Linked DNA regions of Mus musculus: region 2 is linked to region 1. The links are chromatin contacts, called in public Micro-C maps. All regions are on one chromosome and are shown on one strand. The core of a region is the stretch at or near the end of the contact, and the rest is flanking DNA. Distances in the headings are between cores, read along the strand shown. Region 1 overlaps Nrxn3 (neurexin III). Region 2 overlaps Nrxn3 (neurexin III).

The links. Hi-C and Micro-C count contacts between places; a contact is called where the count stands out from the background.
Region 2: a contact with region 1 is called in a Micro-C map of muscle stem cells, with 8 times the contacts expected there. The contact joins two enhancer-like sites. A contact is called at or near these places in 10 of 484 Hi-C or Micro-C datasets (the C2C12 cell line, cortical neurons, embryonic fibroblasts and 3 more) and 1 of 115 datasets of contacts at active chromatin or transcription factors (embryonic midbrain).

What each region holds. Positions count from the first base shown.
Region 1 is chr12:89,828,675-89,833,702 of GRCm38.p6, reverse strand. The region is part of intron 14 of Nrxn3 (neurexin III); the gene reads right to left. Among named protein-coding and RNA genes, the nearest start is that of Gm40538, 580 kb to the left of the region's middle. Within about 2 kb of position 1,887, at least 7 of the 459 cell types and tissues checked have an H3K27ac peak or open chromatin away from gene starts, as enhancers often do. A contact at or near this core is called in muscle stem cells, where this site is marked.
Region 2 is chr12:90,163,707-90,168,734 of GRCm38.p6, reverse strand. The region is part of intron 15 of Nrxn3 (neurexin III); the gene reads right to left. Among named protein-coding and RNA genes, the nearest start is that of Gm40538, 240 kb to the left of the region's middle. Within about 2 kb of position 2,519, at least 14 of the 459 cell types and tissues checked have an H3K27ac peak or open chromatin away from gene starts, as enhancers often do. A contact at or near this core is called in muscle stem cells, where this site is marked.

The sequences.
Region 1 (5,028 bases), core at 638-3,137:
AAGAACTTGCTTCACACCTCAGATTAAACCTTTTTCTAAATGGTTTCGCACGAAAAGTCCCCATGGATGTTGGGCATGACTTGTTGGTGTGGATTGGGGAACCTCTGACCCCTACAGGGAACAGAGCGAGCATGCCCTTACAAGATCAGAAGACAAGCAACTCATCTCCAACAGAACACCCAATTTTCTATCACTAAGCATGGTTCAGCTCGTTTTCACCTTATGCTGCTACGTTCTTCAGATGGCAAATCTGCTTTGCTTATGGAAATCTTGAGCAGGAGTTGATTTAAAAGGCTATTAGAGGTGACTATTTTAAAAGTATTTTGCATGCCCTAAAGCATAAGGCAAATGTGGAGATGTGGCATTGTGTTGCTCTGAAAGCATTACCCCTCTCAGTATATCATCTGATTACTGCTATAATACACTATCCATTTATTATTGTAATATTCCATCCAATTACTATTGTAATATTATTACTAGAGCATAAATCCCAGCTGTGAGATTGTCATACCTCTAGAGACCTGTGGCCAGAGATGTACAAGCCAAATCCAGCTCTTGTTTAGGTTTTATAAATAGAGCAGTGTGAGTATATGATACTATCCTTTATAGACAGTCTGTGGTGCTCACTGGTTATAACAGGATAATGACACCAGAAATACTTCTGCTTTAAAAGCCTAACCACTCTTTGTTTTAAATTTTATTTTTATTTTATTTTATTTTATTTTATTTTGCTATGTGGTCCTCTGTTTAAAAAAATAAATAAATAAAGCTTGTCAGCTGCTTGCCTAAGTTGCTCCGGAGTGAAGAGCTTTACCTTGGTCCTTGGACTGCCATCTAAGAAAGTCAATTATTCCACAAGAAATACACAATGCTGATGAGGAGAAAAGGCACAGAGCAAAGAAGAGCTCTTGTTAGCTACCACTCCAGGCTTGACCTAGCTAGACCTCATTTTTTGTACAATGCAGCAACAGTAGCCAGAGATGTTAAATTAGCAATGCTAGATGATCTAGTCAGCCCCTTCAGATTCCAAAGGTTCTCACAGGACCTGATCTTTATCTTCATTCCAATTATGCTATTATGTTATGGAGCTGATGATTTGACTTAACAACTGCGGGGAAGACTTCCTATGATTTAAATAAGGACAGAGAGAAAGAACCCTTAGCTCTTTATAGCATTCACAGATTCTTCATTATCCTCATCTTAATAAAGTTGGGTATCCCAATAGGAGAACCTATGCTATGGCGGGGGTGGGGGTAGGGGTGGGGTGGGTATTTGCATTGTAACTTCTAAATGGTATGTCTCTGGAAAAGTCACCCCTCCTCTCTAAGCCTCGTTATCTTCTGGGTGATGGTATTATCCATGTATGGATCTTTGTAGAAATTAGATATCATCATATTTCATATCATTATAAAGCACCTAGCACATGATGAGTACTCAGTCAATCAATGACTGATTATGTACTGCTCCATTCTTATTACAATCCACGGAAGGCCAAGCACTAACCAGTAGGGCAAAAACTAGTCACAGAAATACCCATGCAGGCTGGTATCAGAAAAATGAAGAGCATACATTCTTGCCTCCATCTAGCAAAGTTTACTGGGAGAAAAACAAAACAACAACAACAACAACAACAACAAAACAAAACAAAACCAAAGCTCATAACTAGCAATCTAGGATGGTGACCCTTGCTCATTTATCTATCTCAACATCTCCCAAATCAATAGATTCTCCTGCTGCAACCCCATGCCTACAAATGCATCTTCTCCACACACAGAGAAAGACATTTACAAGCCTAAAACAAGAAGGCGGGTAGAATCTTATCACATAGGCCCAGCTCCCATGTCCTCCCACGCGGATATTAATCCTGTATTGTCTTCTGCAAGCTTGAATAATTTGTTCAAACCCTGTCTTACAGAAGCCAGTGCTGTCACCTCTGAGGGGTGATGTGCAAAGGTTTGATTTGCAGCTAATAGAAAAATCTATTTCTTTCAGTTTCACTTCTGTCACACACGAGGACCGTTGTGTTCCCTACCAGAGACTCCTTCTTCTGCAATAACCACCAAGATGACAGATCTCGGGTGGCAATATGAGCTGTCTGGGTTGAGTGTCGCCTATTAGTTTTATGACCACTGGTTCAGAATGGCCTTGTGGTGTCCACAGCCCATCTTAATGAAGATGGGTAAGACAGCTGCCGATGAAATAAAATCTCTTTGCTCCTTTTCGTTCCATCTGAAAGTCCATCAAACTTTCATCTTCTGCAACAAAACAGCTGCTGGGCCAAACACTCAGCCACAGTGAATCATAGCCTGTGGGTGCATTGTTGTCTTTGGGAGGTAAGGCAGGTTTACTGACTAAGTGGAAGAGAGGGAAAAGTAAGTAGCTTTATCATCTCTTTTTAAGTAAAGAAAAGCAGCAAAGTTGCATAGCACATTTATTATTGTCATTAATTAAAACTCTCTGAAAAGTTAGAAGCATTGTCTATATGGAAACCAGTCTTATAAATTTGTTTCTACCAAATGTAAGAGGTTTGTTGTTGTTGTTGTTGTTTGATTTTTTTTCATAGGAGCAAAGGCAAGTGGGAACTCTCCTAGATAGTGTAGCAGAGGTATATGGCCCCATTCTCAGCTAATATGAACTGTTTTTCTTTCTAATTCCGGCTCCTACAAAGACTATACTTCTCCGAGCTTGATTGGGGCTCTCACTTCAAAGTCTAACTCAACTATCACAATGTAGTAGACTGGAAATGCAGTTGGAATCCCCCCATGTTCCTGCAGAATCCCTTCCCCACTCTATCTTCCCTTTAGAATGTTTTCACATTCCTCTTGATGAGAAATATAATCTTCTCTACATATTGACTTGCTTGATCAACAGCATACCATGAAAGTACCAACTTGTGATTTCCTATCTCTGGAGAGTTCTTACTGCCCTTTCTACACCATTCTCTTGGAAGGTACCCAAGGCCATTGTATAACAGTCCTCATCCAGTGGAAAATGACAGGTCAGATGAGGGCATCTGAAACCCCCTCATTAATGGCCAGATCACACCACAGCTAAGTGAGACCATCTTAGATTGCTAGCCCGAGTCTTTCTGATGAGGAATCCCATTTGCAGCCATTAAAATTACCAGCCACATCAAATCCAAATTGTTGACTCACAGAAACATAAGCTACTAACACAGCTGTCGGAAACACTAATTTGTAATGTGGTTTGTAATACAGCAACAACTAACGGAACTACATATTTCATGAGGTCTTCTCTCTCCAATGCCTGCTAGAAGACACGTCGCACAGTCATTAACACAATTTCAGCTTTTTTGCTCCAGCACATTTGAGCCTGGGGGGTCTTTCAGAAAGAATATATATGCTAAAGGGATCAGAGACGCTAACACATGCAATACATAAACATAGAACTTGTGAGGAAGTCCTCATTCATCAGCTAAAATCCCACCTCATTATAGTTCTCTGAATATTGATAGCCTGCTAGATCAAAGGCAGGAACTGTATTGATCAATACATATTGCAGTGTTTTATATGGTTGGGATTCTATATACACATCCTGGACAAATGCCCAATTTCTCAACAGCCAGCGTAGCTCCATGATACCATATTTACTGAGTGTTCCAGAAGTGATATACTAACAAGACTATGGGAAAACTTACTTCTGTTACTTTCACTAGGTCCCTATGCCTCTTGGCAGCATTGGCATTTCTAAGGATAAATTGTCTATGGCCCCCAGGATTCCTACAAGACTTGTAATACATTTAGTAAAATCACAACACTAATTAGAATTGGTATTTTTTTAAATTCTTATTACTGTTTCAGTCTCTGTACTAACTGTATAAACTGCCTGTGTAAACAATCTGATCACAAAAGCTTTGTCAGGAAGATTATATTACAGCCACAGGAATGAGGAGTCTCCAGTAGTTCATAGGGGTTGGTAAATTTGCCCCACTTACTGGTTATGGTATTGCCTGTGGCTGTGTCTGCACTTTAGTGGCAGAGCTGAGTAATTCTTATGAAAACCAGAGCCACATATACTTACTACCTGACACCTAACAAAGAAAATCTCATTACACCCTGGTCTCAAGTGATAAGCTAAGGAGAGAGCAATATTAGTCATGCCCACTTTTGGGCACAGCCCCAACAGACTCTGGGCCTCCCCCTCCACTCACCTTCTTCATCATCCACTCAGCTACACCTTTTGTGACTAAGAGTTAATGACAAGCAAATATGTTTGGAAGAATACCTCAGAACCTTCTGCAGAGTCAGCTGAGGGACTGTCAGCAGCTGAACCACACATCTCTGTTCACACATCTAGTGATGAACATGTAATTATCTGCTCTACTGTAGCTCTAGGCCAGGGGCTACATTGTTTCACTAATTGAAAGAATAAGGAAAGAAAAGATCTGCTCTCAATACAAACTTAAATGGCTGGAATTACATCTTTATTATCTGAAGTGGGCACTTGCGACTTGTTTATCATCACCTGTCCTGGCATCAGGAAGAAATAACACAGAAATTAGCCTCTGGCTGGTCATCTCATTAGAGTCCAGTTATAGCCCATTTTTAGAAAGTCCTTTGGATACAAAAATCATCCTGCCAATATAAATGCATATGAGATTTACTTCACATACTGCAAAGTTACCTATACCTCAGAAGTACATGCTCCCACGCTGAGAGATATGGGACTTAAATAAAAAGAACCCATTAAAAATGCATAACAATGAAGACAAACATCTCTGAACTCAGAAACTACATTGGCTGCGAAACGTAATTGAATTTACAAAGAGATGCGATAATTTAATGGCTGTCTTTACAAAGATAATTCTATTCTCTGAAGGGTCATGATGTCGAAACAGAGAATTATACTTGTGAATCCCTGTAGCCAGGACAGGAATTGTATTTGTTTTTCTTTTTGTCACTGTTTATGATCCCAATCAGTACTTAAAAAAAAGGTCCTGTGCCTGCTCCGTATGTTGGTTTGTTTGGTTTGTTTGTACCTATGAACAACCTGACCCAGGTCAGAAAT
Region 2 (5,028 bases), core at 1,270-3,769, 330 kb before region 1:
TAAAGCTACCCAAACTGTTCTCACTGGCTGCACAGTGCAAGTTACAGAATTCAATGGCCTTTGGTCAATACAGATGCTTCTGTGCAGAACTTCCTGACACTGAGACATGGTAGAGAAAAGTTCATTTCTGTGAGATGGATTGGTTTTGTCTCCTAGGAGGAGCTAATACTACACTAAACCCTGAAATATTGCACAATTTGGATTCAGGGTCAAGGAAATACTATTAGCTTGCATACACATTTTGGGGGAAAGTCACTGCCAAGGGGAGGAGTAACAATAGATTCTGAGCCAATGGCAAAGAATGGGCACTGTAGACCAAACCCCTGATGATATCTTCTGCAGCTGTAAAGCACACTCAAATGGTACTTTGAGCAAAGGGCAATGAAACTGAACAGGAGTGTTCAGAGCACGTGACTTCCCAGATTTGTAGCCCTATTGTTCAGTTACTCTAGAGATAAAATATTCATCCTGTCACTTATGCTATACAGTACAAGGCAACATCAATAGCTCAACATGACTTTGGGGACAGAGAAATTGCAATGGGCTCTAGAAGGGAAACATTATGGCAATGAGAATGAAGATGATGGAGATGACAGTGGGGGTGGAGATGAGATCATCCACCTCTGGGGAAATGCCCGGAAACACTGAACCGTACATAACGGTGTTATTAAAACTCTTACTCTTTCCCGTTAATAATTGGTTATGACTAAGAGTTGGAATTGGTATTCATGATGAAATAAAATGAAAGTGGCTTTCTTGATCAGATACAATCAGCTTCTTTAACCTCTGGAAAAGCATAAGAGCTCTGTGAAGTATCAGAAGGGATGGAGCAAGAGAGAAGAAGACTCTTTTCCTCATCTCTGTAGTTGTCTGACAACTACAATAGGCAATAGGCTGGGCACTTGGTGGTAATAAGATTTAGTTGTTATTCTAACATTGACAAGGTTGAGTCATAGTATTTTTTCATCAGCATTATTTATCTACTATTTGTTTGTTTGAGGAGGAGAAGGAAGATGAACAGGGGAAGGGAAAGCAGAAGAATGGTGTAGTTAAAGACCAGAGTCCATATCATTTAAGTTCAAGGAAGTATTTATGGATGCTCAGACTTAGTATCTGTACTGGCTGGTTTTGTGTCAACTTGACACAGCTGGAGTTATCACAGAGAAAGGAGCTTCAGCTGAGAAAATGACTCCATGAGATCCAACTGTAAGGCATTTTCTCATCTTGTGGGTGGGACCACCTCTAGGCTGGTAGTCTTGGTTCTATAAGAGAGCAGGCTGAGCAAGACAGGGGAAGCAAGCCAGTAAAGAACATCCCTCCATGGCTTCTGCATCGCTCCTGCTTTCTGACCTGCTTGAGTTCCAGTCCTGACTTACTTGGTGATGAACAGCAGTATGGAAGTGTAAGCCCAATAAACACTTCCCTCCCCAACTTGCTTCTTGGTCATGATGTTTGTGCAGGAATAGAAACCCCGTCTAAGAGAGTATCCATCTATCCTTTTATGCACCCATCCATCCATTCATATCTATTGAGCCAGTCAGCTGGCCAGCCACCCATCCATCCATTCATTCAATATATAAAGGTAATATTAACACTGAGTGTTATAAATTAGGATTTCTTGTGTGGTGACCACTGGTTTTCATTATTTTTTGGTACAGTTCATTTAGTTTCCTAGGAAGAATGCTGCCCTCAACTTGCCATTTATCTTTTTTCTCCCTAACTATGTAGATGCGCCCCAAAGCTGATTGAGAAAGAGACCAGTACCCAAGAGTCTTCATCTTAGAAGTAATAATGTAGACTGACTGAGGCATCCTGTTTTCAGCACTCAGGAAAGAAGACTCAGGGTGGACATTCTTGCTTCTTTTGTATTCAAAGCATGCTCTGGGATATGAACTGTTGCCTACATTTTTCATTTTCTAAACCCTATAAAAAGTGGCCCAATGCCTCCCCACATGTTTATTAAGTGAACTCAATTCCGAAACCTCTGTTTATTGGTATCATTATAATCTTGGATTTCTTTTGGTTGGTTTGGTCCATCTATGTTAAACAATATACCTAGCATGGAGAATTATGTATGGAAAGGGGAATATGATGATAAGGTCTGTGTTACAATGTTCATGCCCATAATGAATAATATGATTTATTTTATCTTTTTTATTTGGTCCTCAGGGAATTTGGAAATAACATTACTTATGTGTTCTGTATCCGAGAGGTGGCAGTCATTATTCATTTTTTAAGGATGTGAGAATGAATGGGTAGGTGGGTGTTCATGCCCTCATAGGAAAATAAGCAAGGCTATAAAAGTCTGAATCATTGCATGCTTACAGAATGACAGACCTTGATGAGTTAAGAAACCACAACTGAAGCCATTACTCCTCTGCCCACCCTACAAATGTAGGCTGTGTATTGCATTGTGGTTTTTCCATGAGAAACTACTACATAAATCCTGTATGCGTGGAAAAGCCTGCAGTGATTCAGTTCACCTCTGAGTCACTAGTTAATCATAGATAGAGAACAGTATTAGTGTTCTAAAGGGAACAGAGACCTTAGTGCTAGGAAGCTCTCAGTAACAGAGGAGGCAAGACAGTTCTGGCTCAACCAAGTTAGTTGATCGACAAGATATATTCTTGAGAAGATTTTCTGTAAGATCCATAATAGATCCAGGACAAGACAAGATTTAATTTCTGTCAGAATAAATATTTTGCCCTGATCTTAGATGTCACACGTTTGCTACTAAAATCTGGATTTTTCAAAAGGTCTTCTTAGTTCTGTTAGCACATTGTCAATTCAGTGTAGACCCTCACTCTGATGTTTCTCTTTGCTTTCCACAGTGGTAAATGTAGCTGTGCTAGACCTCAGATGTGCTCTCTTTATTTGCAGTCATAAGATTTCATTATCATCACCTCCTTGTAATTTGTCATGGGACCACAGTGGCATTATAATCCATAGCTAACTGTTTAGTTTCAGTTCATTAGTGGTCATGGAAGCCTTGTGGCAAATACCCATAGAGTTGCCCAGGCTTAGAATCTATAATATGCAGCTTCCATGAAAATAAACTCCTGTGCCCATGTGTCTACCGAAGGAATGAAGTGGAGGATAAACACATTAGCTCCGCACCATTCCTCCCTGACCTTGCGGCAGCTTAACTATTCTGAACCCATTTTTCATAATACACTGTGGGGCAAGACACTCCCTTTAACATTCTTCAAAGGACTATTATAATGAAATAACATTGCTTATGTGATGGATCCTCTTATATTTATTCCTCTCTTTTACTAATGTGTGTGTGCATATATGTGCTTGTAGGTAGGTGTGTTCACAGAGTGTAGAAGCTAGAAGACAGACTCAGCTATTTTCTCTGATATCAAGTCCCTCATTGGCATGGGGGTTATCAATTAGGCTATATTTACTGGCTTGTGGGCACCTGAGATCTCACTCCTTTTTGCCTCCCAATTACTGTGGTTACAGAACTATGCCACCATGCCTGGGTTTTTACATGGGTGCTAGAGATTACATCCAGGCCTATAAGGCAAGTACTCTACTAACTGAGACATCTTTTCAGTCCCATGTAATAGTGCCTTGTAAATATATAATAAGGAATGGATGGAATCAAGGAAGACTGAATACATAGTAAGTCATTTGCCCATAAAAACAAATGATCTGTCATTGTTAGAGAATTCAATAGTATGACCATGAATGTGTTTCCATACAGAAAATAACAGCACTGGCTCCTAAAAAATGTATGTCCTTTGTCACTTATTTTAAAAGGGGCTTGTAATAAGAGGGAAAGACAAATGGCTCTCTCTGAAGCCTGTTGTGTGGACTACATGTGAAGCATCTGCCACATGGCTATGCATACTTTTGGGCTGCAGTATGTCAGTACTTTCTCTTGTTAGTATAATTTAAAATAGTGATGTGGACTAAGGACTGGCCAGTTTGGCAGGCACTGCCATCGTGGTCTATTGTGAAAATATGTGTAATTTGGGGCAAACAGAACTGTTTTTTTTTTAGTGTTGATTTCCTGTCACACTTTGGTAGTTGCTTTCTATCCACTTTCTTTGGGGCCTCTTATAAGTCTCTTGAACATAAGCAAAATGTAGTTCCAGAGACAACACAGCTGTAAATTTTTATAACTCCACACCCATCATCACTGAAGTTACTGCCAAGGCAATCACTTCAATCTGTGCTCTTCCTTGATATTAAAAACAAAGACAAGTGGTAAATCAGAAGACATTATCTATCATCTTCCAGGGCATTCAGGAGAACTCCTGAATGGTACAGGAACATCTGCCTAGCTAAGGTCATTAAGTCATTCCTTATCACTAATGACTATTTATCAGCACACTCAGTTTGTAAAATGAGCCCAGATCTGGCTACTTGATCCTCAGTCTGCCATATTATGATTAATATGGCTGACATATTCCCCAGAGATGCTACAAGCTCTTGGGTCAGGGTTTAGGAGAAATATACAGGGGCTAGAGAAAAAAAATTCAAGAATTAAGAAAGAGCTCCCCGGTGGCATACTCTCTATTTGCTGCATGGTGCCTCTGGGGAAGGCAGAATGCACCATTCCCTACTTCAGAAAATTGCAGCCGACAGAAACAAAGCGGAGATTCTCAAATGTATGCCTGGGAGATGTGCGCTGAAACATTTCTCCGTGGTGTCACTGTTAGGCTTCTCATAGAGTTTTTCTCCAGCATTGGACAATAACACAATGAAAGCAATGTATAGATAGATGGTACTTTGATGCCTGTGCACAACAAGGCCTTGGTATGACTCCAGTCCACTTTCTCTACTCAGAGTAGTTCATAGTTCTGTTCCCCACACATTGCCAGTTCTCCTAATTACAGGATCACAGTGAGAACAACTTTTTGCATCTCTTTGTGATAGATAGATCCAGGAGTACAGGGTCAAGTAATTGTGATTGTTGAGCCACACATAATAATTCTGGCATGAGACTTGCCTGTGTCCTCCCACTGCTGTGAATCATTGTGCCCAGCAATTTCTCGGTAGTAGGTGCTTTGTCAT